Linked DNA regions of Mus musculus: regions 2, 3, 4 and 5 are each linked to region 1. The links are chromatin contacts, called in public Hi-C, HiCAR-type and HiChIP or PLAC-seq maps. All regions are on one chromosome and are shown on one strand. The core of a region is the stretch at or near the end of the contact, and the rest is flanking DNA. Distances in the headings are between cores, read along the strand shown.

Region 1 (2,700 bases), core at 142-2,641:
CCAGCTTCCCGATGTGTGGTAGTAACGCTTTAATCTCGCACCAATAAAGGAGATTAAAAGAGGGACTTCAAAGCTCTCCACAGGGCGAGCAACAAGGCAAGTTTTTATTTATTTTTTCCCCAGATGAGAAAACTGGTAAAAGAAAATTTAAATTAAAAAAAAAAAGAAAGAAAAAAAGAAAAAGACAAAGCTTGTGCGATGCGTGTGGTCAGGTGTGTGTGGGAGACAGAGCGCTGCGCGTTGCGGGTGGGTGGATGGAGGCTCAGGATGCAACAGCCTGCGACCCGGTGCTGGGCGCAAGCCTGGGATGTAGTGTGGGTGTGAGCGGTGCGAGTTCTGGAGTGCGCACAGGCTCCGCTCTACCTCCTTAAGGCGCTTTCCAAAGTTCCTCGCCCACCCGGATCTCCCCTCCCGCCCTCGGTGGGCACCGGGGGTTGGCAGAGGGAGGGATAGAAGGAGGGAGGGAACTGATGGAGAAGAGCCACCCAGAAAGGCGCGGGTCGCTAGAGGAGAGGGGAGCCAGCTGCACTTACCCGGGCCCCCCGCTGGCCCTCCACGGGGCGGGAGGCCAGCCGTCGGCGCGGGGCGGCGCCCCTGCCCAGCTTGGTCCCGCGTGGGGCGGAGACCGCGGCTCCGGGGACCCACTGGCGGCGCACGGGGCGCGGGTGGAATGGGAACGCGGCGGGTGTGGACCTGAGCCGCTGCCACCGTAGCCCCGGGGTATCCCGCCCTGCAAGCACCCTGTTGGCGGCGGGAAGGAGGAGTCCACAACCCCAGACCCCATAGCACCCGGCGCCCGGAGTCCCCCGCCCGGGTTACCTTGGTCTCTTGCCCCTGGGGCAGCCTTGTCGCGCGTCGCCCCCTCTCGGAGCCGGGACCCTGACAGGGGGAATTCCTTCCCGTTGACGTCCTCTTCCAAAATGCAAAAGATCAGTGACTTTGACAGGTAGATGAGGGGGAGGGAGAGGGGTGGGCGGAGAGGAAGGGAGGATGAGAAAGGTGCCTCTCCCTCCAAAAATACAGTGGGATTAGGAACCAAATCGCCGCCTTCCGAGGTCTCGGCAACCTTCTCCGCTCGCAGCTTCCCCGCGCCGCCGCCGCCGCCGCCACCACTTCTCGCCTTAAACTTTTACTGTGGGTTTTTTTTCTCTCTCTCTCTCTCTCTCTTCTCTGTTTCTATTCCTTTCTTTTCTTTTAAGCTGCAGAACGATTTTCCCCCCCTGGATCCCAGGGGATCAGAACCAGCAGCCAGGCGGCTCTATCCCGCTTGGCACCGCTTTCATTTTATTTCAGATGAAGACGTTAGGTCTTTTTTTTTTTCTTTTTTGTCAGAAGCGACATAAATCAGGACAATTAGCCTTGGCGCCAAGAAGATCCTCTCGAAGCAATTTCGCCCCGGTTTTCTTCGCGCATTCCTCCACTCAAGTCAGAAATGTCACTGAACATAGCGTTGATGGCTGCGAGACGCGACGCACCCAAAGTCCGTTTGATGAAATATACATGGCCCCAAGATGCTTCGGGATTGCGGTTCGCCGCTACCCAGCCCCCGCCCGCGGCGCCCGGCCGGGACCCTGCTCCCAGCCCGCAGCCAGCTCTCGGCAAACTTAGGGGCGCGGACGAATTAGAGAGTGAGCGCCAGGGGCCCGCAAAGCGACGAGCGACGAAACAGCCCCAGGAAGCCGCAGCCCTCGGAGGGGTGGCGTGTTCTTCTCACTTAAAAAGCAGATCTTCTGCAACTGCCAGCGAGTGGAAGGATTGCAAAAAAACCTTACACTACCTCGAGACCTGGGCGCTCCGAGCGGTCCTAACTCCGTCCCGCTCGCTGCTTCTACTGCTGCTGCTCTGGCCACCACCGCTGCCACTGAGCAGGGACCTCCAGCTACTAGGACAAGACCACACACAGCCTTATCTTTGTTGATACTCAGAAGCACGGTTGCTACTGGCTCCCCCTTTACCCTCTACTTCTGCCCCCTCCCCTCTGCTCTTGCATTACCTCCCCGCACACAACGGAGCGCACCCTCTTCACCCTAACTGGGAGCAAGGTGGGTGGTATTTTTTAACTTGGAATTAGTTTGCAGAGCCAGAGCTTCGGACCTCCGTGGTGTGAAACCTATCCCACTTTAAAAAGTTGAAGTCCAAGTAGGAGCTCTGCATCAACTGCATCCTTGTTTTTCCCCATGACAGACAAAAGCCACCTGGCCCCAGGGCTTCCTTCTCCCATTAATACGTCTCAGACTCTCCTAAGATTCCCCCTAGCTACTTTCTAATGTGAACTGCAAACCAATCCGACTTACATAGGAAGGGAGAGATGTTAATTAGAAAAAGGACATTGTAATGAGGAAAAGACATAGGCATCTTAATGGCACTCCCCAACCTGGGATCTTCCTATACAGCAAAGAGAAGAAGCCATGTAAGGAGCTGTCTTGACTAACACCTGATTGTGATTGGATTTGACAGCAACCTGTCTCTGTGGTTCAAGGATTTGAGGGAGGAACTGACAAGATGCTTCTCAGGCTGGTGGGGGTAAGATGACAAGGGGCTCGTGTGTGTGTGTGTGTGTGTGTGTGTGTGTGTGTGTGTGTGTGTGTGTGTGTGTGTGTTAGGGACACTGGAGTAGAGGTGTTCACTCAGTGTAAAACAAAGGGTCAGAAATGGGTACCTGTGAGCATCGGGTCACTAGCTAAATACCCCAAAGTGAAG
Region 2 (2,700 bases), core at 108-2,607, 500 kb before region 1:
GAGTTGGCAGAGCTCCTGACACAGTGGGTGAGGTCCTAATTGTTAACTCTGGAGATGGACACTCTTGGTCAGTTTTCTTACTTGCATTTCTACTTGCATTACTGGATTGTGTGTAGGACAAAGCATTGGTTATCCTGTACTTTGAGGAGGCTACCTCCACCTAAGTAGAAATTCTGTTGTCCTTTTCTTCTGTTATGTTACTGCCATGTAAGCTATATTCTGGCACAATTACTGAAAGACAATGTCAATCAAAAAGTACATTCAATGTGCTGTTAGTCTGGAATTGCCTCTGGCATGGCCATTGACGGAACGTGTACATCCTCTTCAGACGTTGGACCAAATGATTTATGAATTTGTAATATACTGAATTTTAGTTATTTATGATTCAAATACCTAAAGAAGTGGTGATCATATCTATTTCCCAGCAAGCCAGTCCCACGCCCTTCAGTAAATACTTATTTCATAATTAGTCAACATGAAAGTAAGGGAGGAAGTTCTTATCTTCTGTCCATAAATGCTATCAGATTAAATTACTGATCCCTAATATGATTTGTCAACAAGTTTTGGATCCAAACACTGTGGGTGCAACAATAACTAACTGGGAAACTGTAGAACTTGTGAGAGGTACCTAGTACTGTAAACCCTGGGAATCCTTTGGTCAATTCTCTTGCTTCTTGGAGGAAGATATTAAAACTGAGAAAAAAACTGAGTGACTTATTTAAAATCAGAAGGCCAGGAACAGACAACCAGGTTCCAAATGCCCTGATCACAACCAATTATTACTCTATAAGTTTGTTGTGGTCTGAAAGCCCATAGAATTCTGTGAAAATATATTAAAAGTGGAAAAGACATTTGTTGATAAGGTGGCATTATCAAGTGATACTTGAACAGTGGCCACACCTATTTATTTATATCCCTCACCTGCCCAGCACAATGCAGTGCAAACACTGAAAGATCAACCTTTTCATCACAGCACTAATTCTGCTCTCAGGAGAAAATAATTCCTTTAAAAGTGTCCAACGTTGCATGAACATTGAACACAGAAAACCAGGACTTAAGAGCATCTCCATTGTGCTTGCTTCTGATTAGAAAAACCAAGGTTCTTGTTGGCCACTCTTAGAAAGAACAAAAGAAATGACAAATTTCTTTGGGGCTTTGTTGAGCCTCGATGAACTTGGAGCTGGTATCGCTTCTCTCCAAGTAGGGGGCTTTCCAAAATGTGGCCAAATCCTGCTCTTCTTTGCAGATTCGGACTGAGCAACTACTTGAGTTTTGGTTGTTCTATTTGGATTTACTTTGCTGACTAATTTTCTTCCATCAAAGAAACTTAATGTTTATTTTGCCAGAAAAAAAATAACACTGTCGGGAGAATATGAGTCAGGATTGCATCATGTACATATTACCCAGTAAGAGTTGGAAGGAACACCTCAAGATACAAATAACCTGCCGGGAGCTCCTTTTCTTGTTGGAGAAATACAGAGACCTCTCTGTAGACATTTCCCAAATATAGCAGGGGGAATATATCACCATTACACTCCTCTCCCATCTAAGAAGTATAGCAATGCAGCTTCTGGTTTTATAGTAGTTTTTTTTTTTCCTTTTCTCAGTGTACATTTTACAACTTTTGATTTTAACTGTTTTTTTTTTTTCACTCTCATTAGCCAAAATTCCATAGATGGAGTAAAAACAAACACTTTTGTATACATTAGAAAAACTATCAGCTATAATTGTGTTCTTTGCCATATATTTTGATGACTGGATCTAATAACCAACCTATACCAATTGAAAGTAAGCATGATTTCAAAGATGGCGCCCAAGGATGAAGTTTGACAGAACTCTAAGTTAAAATTGTTCCTTATGTAGAAGTGACCAACATCAGGAATAGGAATTTCAAGTCTTTATTTCATTTTAGGAGCTTTAAGAAATTCATACACTAGCCAACATGGGCAGCTTTTGTGTTCTTTTGTGTGTGTACATGCAGACTTTGGGGGTCTTCGCAGTGGTCAGTAGGTACTTACTCTGCACAACAGTGTCTGACTCCTGCCAGTGTGCATTGGCAGGAAAATAGCTGTTGAGGAGGCAGTGACTGATGAAAGAATATGTTTGCTTACAATAAAACTGCTGTGTACAGCACAGACCTCTCCAGAACATAGGCTGGCCATTAGAATGAACATGATAATGAAAGTCCATGCTATTTGTGAATTAGTATATTTGCCTGGATACCAGTGGGATAATGGGGTTATACATCAATTTAGGCATTTCTGTTTTATTAAAGTGAAAATCTAAAAGAATAATTTGAGAGTAATTGAAAACAATATTTTAGATAAAAGAGAAAATGACTACATAGCATCTTCAAATGGCTTCCATACATATTAATTCTTCAATCTTTGAAATACCCTGATGAGGTACTTATGGGAAATCTTGTCATTATTGCTTACCACTGTGACTTGTCTATATCTGTGCAGCTTTTTATAGTAGACTAGGAAACAAAGCAAGCTATTTTGGTGACCCTTCATGTGACACTACCTTTCTATGTATTTTAAGAACTAGCTCAGACATATGTCACACAGAATGTGGCAGTTACAATATGGCCATAGCTAAAACCACAGATCACCTGTTAGTAGATGCCAGTTTCTGACTGGTCTCTCCTGCTCACTTCCCCTCTCATTATTTGGGCACTTGTTTCATTATTTGTCTTTA
Region 3 (2,700 bases), core at 151-2,650, 460 kb after region 1:
TTTAGGCTGTACATACAACCTTTCATGAAAGTTGTTTGGCACAAAAGTGAAAGAAAGCGTAACTCCCTAGTAGAAGAAAAAAACCTCCTAAATACTTTCATCAAAATAATATTCACTTGTGAGTATAGAGCCTAGATACAATGTGCCATGAAAATGATTCAGCACCATACTACATTCCAGTCAAGAGAAATACATTTTCATAGGCCTAAATCTTTTTTTTCTTTTCTTTAATTTTTTTATTAGGTATTTTCCTCGTTTACATTTTCAATGCTATCCCAAAGGTCCCCCATATCCACCCCCCCCAATTCCCTACCCACCTACTCCCCCTTTTTGGCCCTGGCATTCCCCTGTACTGGGGCATCTAAAGTTGGCAAGTCCAATGGGCCTCTCTTTGCAGTGATGGCTGACTAGGCCATCTTTTGATGCATATGCAGCTAGAGACAAGAGCTCCGGGGTACTGGTTAGTTCATATTGTTGTTCCACCTATAGGGTTGCAGTTCCCTTTAGCTCCTTGGGTAATATCTCTAGCTCCTGCATTGGGGGCCGTGTGATCCATCCAATAGCTAACTGTGATCATCCACTTCTGTGTTTGCTAGGCAACGGCATAGTCTCACAAGAGAGAGCTATATCTGGGTCCTTTCAGCAAAATTTTGCTAGTGTGTGCAATGGTGTCAGCGTTTAGAAGCTGATTATGGGATGGATCCTTGCATATGGCAATCACTAGATGGTCCATCTTTTTGTCACAGCTCCAAATTTTGTCTCTGTAACTCCTTCCATGGGTGTTTTGTTCCCATTTCTAGGAAGGGGTAAAGTGTCCACACTTTGGTCTTCCTTCTTCTTGAATTTCATGCGTTTAGCAAGTTGTATCTTATATCTTGGGTATCCTAAGTTTCTGGGCTAATATTCACTTATCAGTGAGTACATATTGTGTGAGTTACTTTGTGATTGGGTTGCCTCACTCAGGATGTTGCCCTCCAGGTCCATCCATTTGCATAGGCCTAAATCTTGATCACTCTCCAATGTTAATGACGATTCACCCTTTGTAAGTGCCTGTTCTTATTTACCAGGCCATGGTCGACTGAAATGGACTCAAGCTGGGTTGGAGGGGCCATAGAACAACTGAGGCTGTGACAATTTTATTGAGAGCAATCAGCCTTTTATAGCTTTATAAGAAACAGAATATAATGGCAATTTCCAGGAATAATTCAGCTGTAGTTGCCAGGAGACAAATGACATTTGCAAGTTATACAGGATTCACAATTGTCTAAGACCAATTGTCCTGTCAAGCTTTCATGCTTCCTTGACTACTAAGGGAACATTCATAGAAACACAAAGCCGCCTGAACACTACACTGCCTGAGGGATTGCATCATTTGGTCACTCAGTAACTGGAAGGCACAGTGTTCCCTAGGAACCAAGGAGTGAGAAACCTCTGATGCAAGCCTCTCAAGGCAGATAGGCTAAGCCAACTCCATGGTTCCCTGGAGCCCTTGAAACTGTTAAAGATACCACCGACAACAGAAGACTTAAGCCCAACAGACAGGAGCTTAAAACAATGTGTGGCTATACATACCTTGGTACTTGGAAGTAGAAGAAAAGTGTTAAGACAAACATGGAAGGGAAGAGTAAAAAGGAGACTTGAATTGTTTCTAACATCTCAGCATTAGCTACAAGTTGTGACAAATGCACACACTCATTTAGGCTCCTAGAAACAGGAGAAACTGGGTAGAGAGGAAACTGTGGTGCTCTGAATTTTTAAAATTGTTTCTCTAACTTCAAAGCTTTTCTAAAATTAAAAAAAAATGTTTGTCTTTCTATGCCTCATTTTCATTCCTCTACAAATATACAGTACTTTTTTTTGAGGTAAAATTTTTGCTTGACTACAAGTATGCAAATTAAACATCTATAGTCCAGTGGACTCTGATAGATATTACTATTGGTGAAATTGAAATGTCACCAATAGAATATTTGGGCTGAACAGTCAGTATGTTATTTTTAGTACATTGACCAGTTACTCATCTCTCCATTGACTGCTGTCCACTGTGGGAAATAAAAAGGTCTTCATGTGATTTAGAACTGAGCTGGGTACAAGCATAAATAAGAAGAAGGCGATTTAATGGTATGGCCAGTTAGTAAAAAAAAAAAAAAACAAAAAAACAAAAGCAGTTTCACCCTAGGGCCTATGACATTCTCAGCCAAGTGCTTTTGACCAAGATTTTTGTGTTGGATGAAATTTCCTCTTACATAACAGTCCTTAAATTCAATGGTAAAGTGGTTAGTTAACCCATAATACTCATTCCCATATTGTACCAGAGGGCACATCATGCCTTCATGAAACACCCAGGATATAGCAGTGCATGATACTCTTGATGGCCTTTCTCCCTAGGCACCATGCATAATACCTTCTGGGAGGATGTAAGCTAGCCAGTAGGAAATTTCCTTGTCAGGATTAGATTGTTTTCTCTATGGCTTGCAGCAAAAGTATGTGATGTCTTCAGCAATCAAGCTTTCCCATGTAATTATGATGGACAAGCATAAGAAACAGTTGTGTTGTTGTAGAGAACTGTGGGTTCTTCCTGAGCAATTAGTCATGGAGAGTTATCCCCTGACTTTTACAGAAATTTTCATTTAATAACTCGTGCCTTCTGTGATTGTCATTGTCCACTTGCAAATCTAATTACATTTGAACAAGTTTTCCTTT
Region 4 (2,700 bases), core at 170-2,669, 480 kb after region 1:
TGAGTCATGATCTCAGCTTATCATGCCTGCTTCTTCTTCTAGACATTCCATGCACCGTGAACACCAGCACGCGTGTGAGTCATTCTCCTTAAATAATATTCCTTAGGTATTTACAATATTTAAGAAAGGTATTTATTAAATGCACATAAATTAAATTTATTAAATATATTTGATATATCAAGAAATGTATATCCTCTTTCTTAAACTGAACCTTGTAGCCATTGCACCACACTACAGCTTATGTATGTATGAGGTACACACTACAGTTTATGTATGAGGCACTCACTAAGATATGTCAAGTAAACTTTCTGTGTGATTGATCAGACATATTTCTATGAATGTTTGCTTTTATTCCAAGTATAAGTTTTTAAAAACATAGTGCATTCAAGGATCTTTACATATATAATACAAACAAAAGTCTGTGTCTGTATATAGCTTTCTTTCTGTTTCTATAACTCACTACACATCTTAATTATTTTAATTCTATATTTGAGATTTTTTTATCTTTTAAAAAAATTTAATTGTAGTGTGTGTGTTGTGTCCATGTGTGAATTCAAGTGTCCCTGTTAACTAGAGGTACAAGCTACTGTGATTCTCCTGGACATGAATGCTGGCAAATGAAACAAGGACCTCTGTAAATAATCTTTCTTATTACTGAACCATTTATATAAGCTTGATTATAAATATTTTCATCCATCTATTAATGTTGAATACTCACCGTAGCTCATCGTTCACAAGTAATAGTTTGTAGAGTGTTTTTCATGTACCTCTATGATTATTTTTCAGAGTAAAATTTGTATATAAAATTACATTTTAAAGGCAACATAACCCTTGATACAGATTTTTGACACTAATTCTGTATAAGCTCCAGGAAGGCCAGAGAATGCTCTGCTTGCCTTGCTCCTTGGCAATGTCCTTTCCCTCCCTCTGCCTGTGCTTTGTCATCTCCAGGCAACAGGAAGGCTGGGCTGGGAGCCCAGCAGTATACATTTACTCATCAAAGTGAGTGCAGTTCTGACCTTGTCAAATCTTTGTATTCTTAGCCATAAAACTTTCACAAGTGGGTTAAACTCTGTCTTGTTTGTTCTGAGGCGTTTTATGTTTTGTATATAACTCACAGTTTGCCATACATTTCACACCCCTTTGCTCCTTTAGTTTCTTTGTGTATTTCATTTTAGTTGACGGCGCTTGTTTTCTATAAAGATTTTGTTCTCACTTCCTTCTTTTTACTCTTCCTATTTCTTTTTTGTCCCTTCCTGGTTGTTGTTGTTGTTGTTGTTATTGTTGTTCTTGAAGTTGTAGACCGCCTGCTGAGGGGGTTTAAATCAACAGGATCAGTGAACATATAAACTCACAGGCCTGCGTGGATCTGCACCAGATGGGGGCCTAGAACTGAAAGGAAAATTAGACACATGTCCCTATCCTTTACGCGAAGCAAATAAAAAAGTTGGCTTTCTCTAAGGGAGTTTCACTGGAGAAACACACTACTCTTATTAAATGACCATCATAAAAATAAGCTCAACAGTAATGTTGAAGACTTCTTGTCTTGTGAGGGCTTACAGGGCTTTTTTTTTTTCCGTTTTCTATCACCTATCAATCTATGTATCTATCTATGTATCTATCTATGTATCTATGTATCTATCTATCTATCTATCTATCTATCTATCTATCTATCTATCTATCTATCTATCTGTTTCTATTTATCTATGTATCTATCCTCTACCTATCATCATCTATTCTTTGTGTGTGTGTTTCTCTCTCTGACTCTCTGTCTCTCTGTCTCTCTGTTTCTCTCTGTGTGTCTCTCTTTCTCTCTCTCTCTGTTTCTCTCCCCTACTACCTTTCCTCCCTCCCTCTTCCTACATGTCCTTTACATATACATTATATTTTCCAGTGTTATGTTCTTATGAGATTCCCAGGTGTGTTAATGAGTGGGTCTCTGCATCCACACCCATTTCTAGTACCTTTTCTTTTTCTCTTTTCCTACTGTTAGTTTGGTTTTCTCCTACTGTCCGGTGTTAGTTGTTGTTTTTATCTTATTTTATTTTATTATTGTCCCTTAGAAACCTGTTTATTTTCTAATGAGAGGCAGAAATGGAGTGGATCTGGATGAGTGGAGAGGTAGGGAGAAATTTGGAGGAGTAGAGGGAAGAGAAGCCTTAATCAGGATGTATTATGTGAGGAAAAAAACCCTCTATTTTCAATAAAAGGGAAAAAAATCTTTGCAACATGAATGTATTTCTTTGGAATTCCATTTTAAGGTTAAACCAGAGAGGAGGTTATACTTGGTGTGTCTTGTGATGACATAAACCAAATGAAAAGTGAACCACTGTGTGGCATGGCTTATGGATCCCTTTAAAGCCCAAGGTTTTTAAATATCAGTGCTAAAGGGGAGCACTCAACATTTAAACCCAGACACCAATAAACAATGAAAAGTAAGCTAGAACATCAGATAAACATGTTATTATTTCTTGGGTTTAAAAAATATAACAAAATGTTGAGCACAGTTTCTTTTATTCTTTTACATTGAATTGATTATCGATTACTAACTCATTTCTCACCTGTTGACATGAGATGCCACTTTATATGCAATTCACATGAGTGTAGACTTAGCTCTTTCTGATTCAAATTCTCTCCTTGGTGATGGGTGGGTGTGCATCTGCTCATTTTGCACTACTAAATTTATAAAAGACTTTTATT
Region 5 (2,700 bases), core at 130-2,629, 460 kb before region 1:
ACCTAGAAGAGATGAGATTAATTTCCCATACTGTATCAGAGCTCGGAATTGAGTTGCTCAGAATTTAGCCAAGGAAGTTGCCAGAAAGCTTCACCCCAGAGGTTCTATTGAGAAACAGAATATAGTGCCCTCAGTTGTAAGTTAATGTTAAAGGTACCTCATTCATTCACATAGTCATTTTAGTTTGGCTTTGGCTTGACAGAAGCTTTATGTAGAGAGTCCAAAGCAGAACAGTGGTGACTTAACTGTCTGGAATGAACCTGATCACACCGGACTGGGTTGAAACAGCAACTGCGCTGCTTTCAAACTCCTGTTGACATTGTCACCAATCCATAAGGAAGTCATGGCTCTGCATTTGATAGCACCAATGGCAATGGTCTAATTAGGCTCTGATGGCTGGATGCATCACAACTTCACACTGACTCCGACTCTGTGTTGTTTCTTTACAGTGTTGAGTCCCAAAGTACTGGGTATTGCCATCGCTCGGTACGACTTCTGTGCAAGAGATATGCGGGAGCTCTCCCTATTGAAAGGAGACATGGTGAAGATTTACACGAAGATGAGTGCAAATGGCTGGTGGAGAGGTGAAGTAAATGGCAGGGTGAGTCGTCCCTTTGATTGTCCCAGTTCTTTGTGAATGAGAGAGCTGGACAGTCACTGGCAGCTGTCACGTTGTAGACTTGTCCTTTCAGCGGTATGGCTTCAAGGGGCTGGAGGCATGCATTACTATTCAAAATGGATTGAGTCAATACAATGGGGGCCAAGAGTTAACTAGCACATCAGAAGAGTTGAGGAGCATTTCAGATTTTTTTCCCAGGAGCTAAGTACTGGGGCATGCAGTTTATATAAGCGCCAAGCATTTCCAAAAGCTCCCAATCCCACTTAGAAAGACTGGGATAGAGTACCTCTGCTTTTCATCTACATCCTGTGCTACAAAAGAGATGAGAATCATAATGGTGAGCCCCATATTGCCCCTATGTATATATTCATTTGTGAGCTAGTGGATGGATTTGAGCCTGGCTTAAGCTCCTTTTACTACTTAGTTGCTATCACTATCTCTATGAGGCCTATCCTAGCTGTTAAGGCAGTCTTCTTACAGTGGGCATAAAACCCCAGCATAATTAGAGTATTAGGAAAAAGAGGAATTCTCTGTCTATAGAATCCTTTGAAGCAGTAGAGGTGTTAATATGTCCATTCCTTATCTTCCATAGGTGGGCTGGTTTCCATCCACATATGTGGAAGAAGATGAATAAAGTCCTATCCAGTGTTGACCCTGCACTAAAATCTCAAAGACAACATAAGCAGAAGCCTGCACGGCATTGAGTTAACTGAAGTGTTTAAAAAGCAGCGTTCTTGGCTGTTCAACACCCTCTTTTTTTCTCTTCCTAAGTCTTAATGCTGGGATTTCTAAAGATGCTGGTACTGACAGATTAATGGCTCGCCTAGAGCAGTGCAAGAAACAGCCTGCCAGTCTGTCATTGTCAGGAACCAGGGCAAAACCAATGGCTTTTCTACCCCCAAAGAGTCCAGCAAACCCATCAGTTTAGCTTTCTCTTACTTCATTGGGCCAGACACCATGGATCCAGCCATTAGGAAACGCTTTTTGCATATTTACTTTGTTCTCACAGTTTTTGATGATACAAAGAAACAGAAGTTTAATTTTGCTTTTCCCCAGCATGAAGAGAAAGTAGAGCCTGCCATCTGGGAAAGATCCAGCTTGCTGGAAAGATCCAGCATTTCTCGTCTTAAATTGTTCAACAGGTGACTCACTGCCTGGCAAACCCTTTTATCCCCAGATGTTACTCATGATAACAAAAAAGAGGCTCATGCTCAGGTTTGCATCATAAGTGATAAATTACAGAGAGGGTTTTAATTATTCATTTGATGTCCTGATTATATTTCCACACTTCTTTATGAAGAAGAAAAAGAGAAGCACATGAAAGGAGGTGTCTTTGTGTTAAAGCTTCACAGCTTTCGTGATTTCGTGGAGTGTTTTGGAAATGTCGTGCTTGACAAAGGGAATCATGGCCGGCCAGATCATGCTTAGTTGCCAGGAATCCCAGAAAGGTAGAGGTGTTTACAGAGACAGATCAAGCACTGTAATCAATCCACAGGACATCACTGTATAGCTGCAATAGCTATTAACACAAGCCTTTTCCTTCTCTCTAGAAGGACCCAGGGCAGATTTGCTGATTTACAATCTTTTTTTTTTTTTAATAGTAGCACAAAAGAGCTTTATTGAGGATTTGGGAAGAAAGGCAGCCCGAGTCCTTCATTTCTTTCTGAGACGGATGGAAGGGCACCTGATGTCCGTGTCCTCCTGCCTGCTCTGTTGGTCCTTCTGATGCCTTTCTAGCTATGTCTTAATCAGTAGGAAGATCCACCTTGCAGCATGTTTCTTTCTCTAAGCTTTCACTGTGTTCCATGAGGAGTCTTCAGTATCTTCCTCCTGAGATGCATGGGGTCCCTAGCCCAGGCTGACAACTCGGCTCTTCCATGGTGGAGTGTTTCTTTGGTAGCAGTAGCTGTGTTCTGACAAGCTTCTGAAAATGTTTCTTCTTGGGGAAAAAAAAGATGTATTTTTATCTTACAAGTGATCTAGAAGCTTCTCTTGTACCAGACTTTCTTGGTCACCTCTTACATGTAAGGGCTGAGACAACCTGTTCTCTCCCATCTCACAGGAGTGCCAGAACCTGGAAG

The links. Hi-C and Micro-C count contacts between places; a contact is called where the count stands out from the background. HiCAR-type assays count read pairs that join an accessible place to other places. HiChIP or PLAC-seq counts read pairs in DNA pulled down with a chosen protein or histone mark.
Region 2: a contact with region 1 is called in a FOXA1 HiChIP or PLAC-seq map of pancreatic cancer cells. The contact joins the enhancer-like site here to the promoter of Ntng1 in region 1. A contact is called at or near these places in 3 of 39 promoter capture datasets (the 3T3-L1 cell line, hippocampal neurons and liver), 2 of 115 datasets of contacts at active chromatin or transcription factors (embryonic forebrain and pancreatic cancer cells) and 1 of 9 other capture datasets (pancreatic islet).
Region 3: a contact with region 1 is called in an H3K4me3 HiChIP or PLAC-seq map of stem cell-derived neural progenitor cells, with 20 read pairs. The contact joins the enhancer-like site here to the promoter of Ntng1 in region 1. A contact is called at or near these places in 7 of 39 promoter capture datasets (embryonic stem cells, hippocampal neurons, liver and 1 more), 2 of 115 datasets of contacts at active chromatin or transcription factors (embryonic limb bud and stem cell-derived neural progenitor cells) and 4 of 9 other capture datasets (adipose tissue, embryonic stem cells, liver and 1 more).
Region 4: a Hi-C map of uterus shows a contact between it and region 1, with 4 times the contacts expected there. The contact joins the enhancer-like site here to the promoter of Ntng1 in region 1. A contact is called at or near these places in 8 of 39 promoter capture datasets (embryonic stem cells, hippocampal neurons, liver and 2 more), 5 of 484 Hi-C or Micro-C datasets (cerebral cortex, cortical neurons, forebrain and 1 more), 4 of 115 datasets of contacts at active chromatin or transcription factors (embryonic forebrain, kidney, neural progenitor cells and 1 more) and 2 of 9 other capture datasets (adipose tissue and liver).
Region 5: a HiCAR-type map of astrocytes shows a contact between it and region 1, with 2.7 times the contacts expected there. The contact joins the enhancer-like site here to the promoter of Ntng1 in region 1. A contact is called at or near these places in 3 of 39 promoter capture datasets (cranial neural crest, hippocampal neurons and maxillary cranial neural crest) and 5 of 115 datasets of contacts at active chromatin or transcription factors (astrocytes, embryonic forebrain, embryonic hindbrain and 2 more).

What each region holds. Positions count from the first base shown.
Region 1 is chr3:110,142,081-110,144,780 of GRCm38.p6, forward strand. It overlaps Ntng1 (netrin G1), which reads right to left and starts at 1,392. Exons shown (of 8, transcript NM_030699.2): 1 at 820-1,392.
Region 2 is chr3:109,639,609-109,642,308 of GRCm38.p6, forward strand. All of the region lies in intron 20 of Vav3 (vav 3 oncogene), which reads left to right. Among named protein-coding and RNA genes, the nearest start is that of Gm25681, 220 kb to the right of the region's middle. Within about 2 kb of position 1,358, at least 7 of the 459 cell types and tissues checked have an H3K27ac peak or open chromatin away from gene starts, as enhancers often do. A contact at or near this core is called in pancreatic cancer cells, where this site is marked.
Region 3 is chr3:110,598,286-110,600,985 of GRCm38.p6, forward strand. No RefSeq gene overlaps it. Among named protein-coding and RNA genes, the nearest start is that of Gm26076, 35 kb to the left of the region's middle. Within about 2 kb of position 1,401, at least 14 of the 459 cell types and tissues checked have an H3K27ac peak or open chromatin away from gene starts, as enhancers often do. A contact at or near this core is called in pancreatic islet and stem cell-derived neural progenitor cells, where this site is marked.
Region 4 is chr3:110,625,537-110,628,236 of GRCm38.p6, forward strand. No RefSeq gene overlaps it. Among named protein-coding and RNA genes, the nearest start is that of Gm26076, 62 kb to the left of the region's middle. Within about 2 kb of position 1,420, at least 3 of the 459 cell types and tissues checked have an H3K27ac peak or open chromatin away from gene starts, as enhancers often do. A contact at or near this core is called in uterus, where this site is marked.
Region 5 is chr3:109,682,357-109,685,056 of GRCm38.p6, forward strand. Vav3 (vav 3 oncogene) reads left to right here. Exons shown (of 27, transcript NM_020505.2): 26 at 450-601; 27 at 1,212-2,700. The coding sequence ends at 1,253. Among named protein-coding and RNA genes, the nearest start is that of Gm25681, 180 kb to the right of the region's middle. Within about 2 kb of position 1,380, at least 11 of the 459 cell types and tissues checked have an H3K27ac peak or open chromatin away from gene starts, as enhancers often do. A contact at or near this core is called in astrocytes, where this site is marked.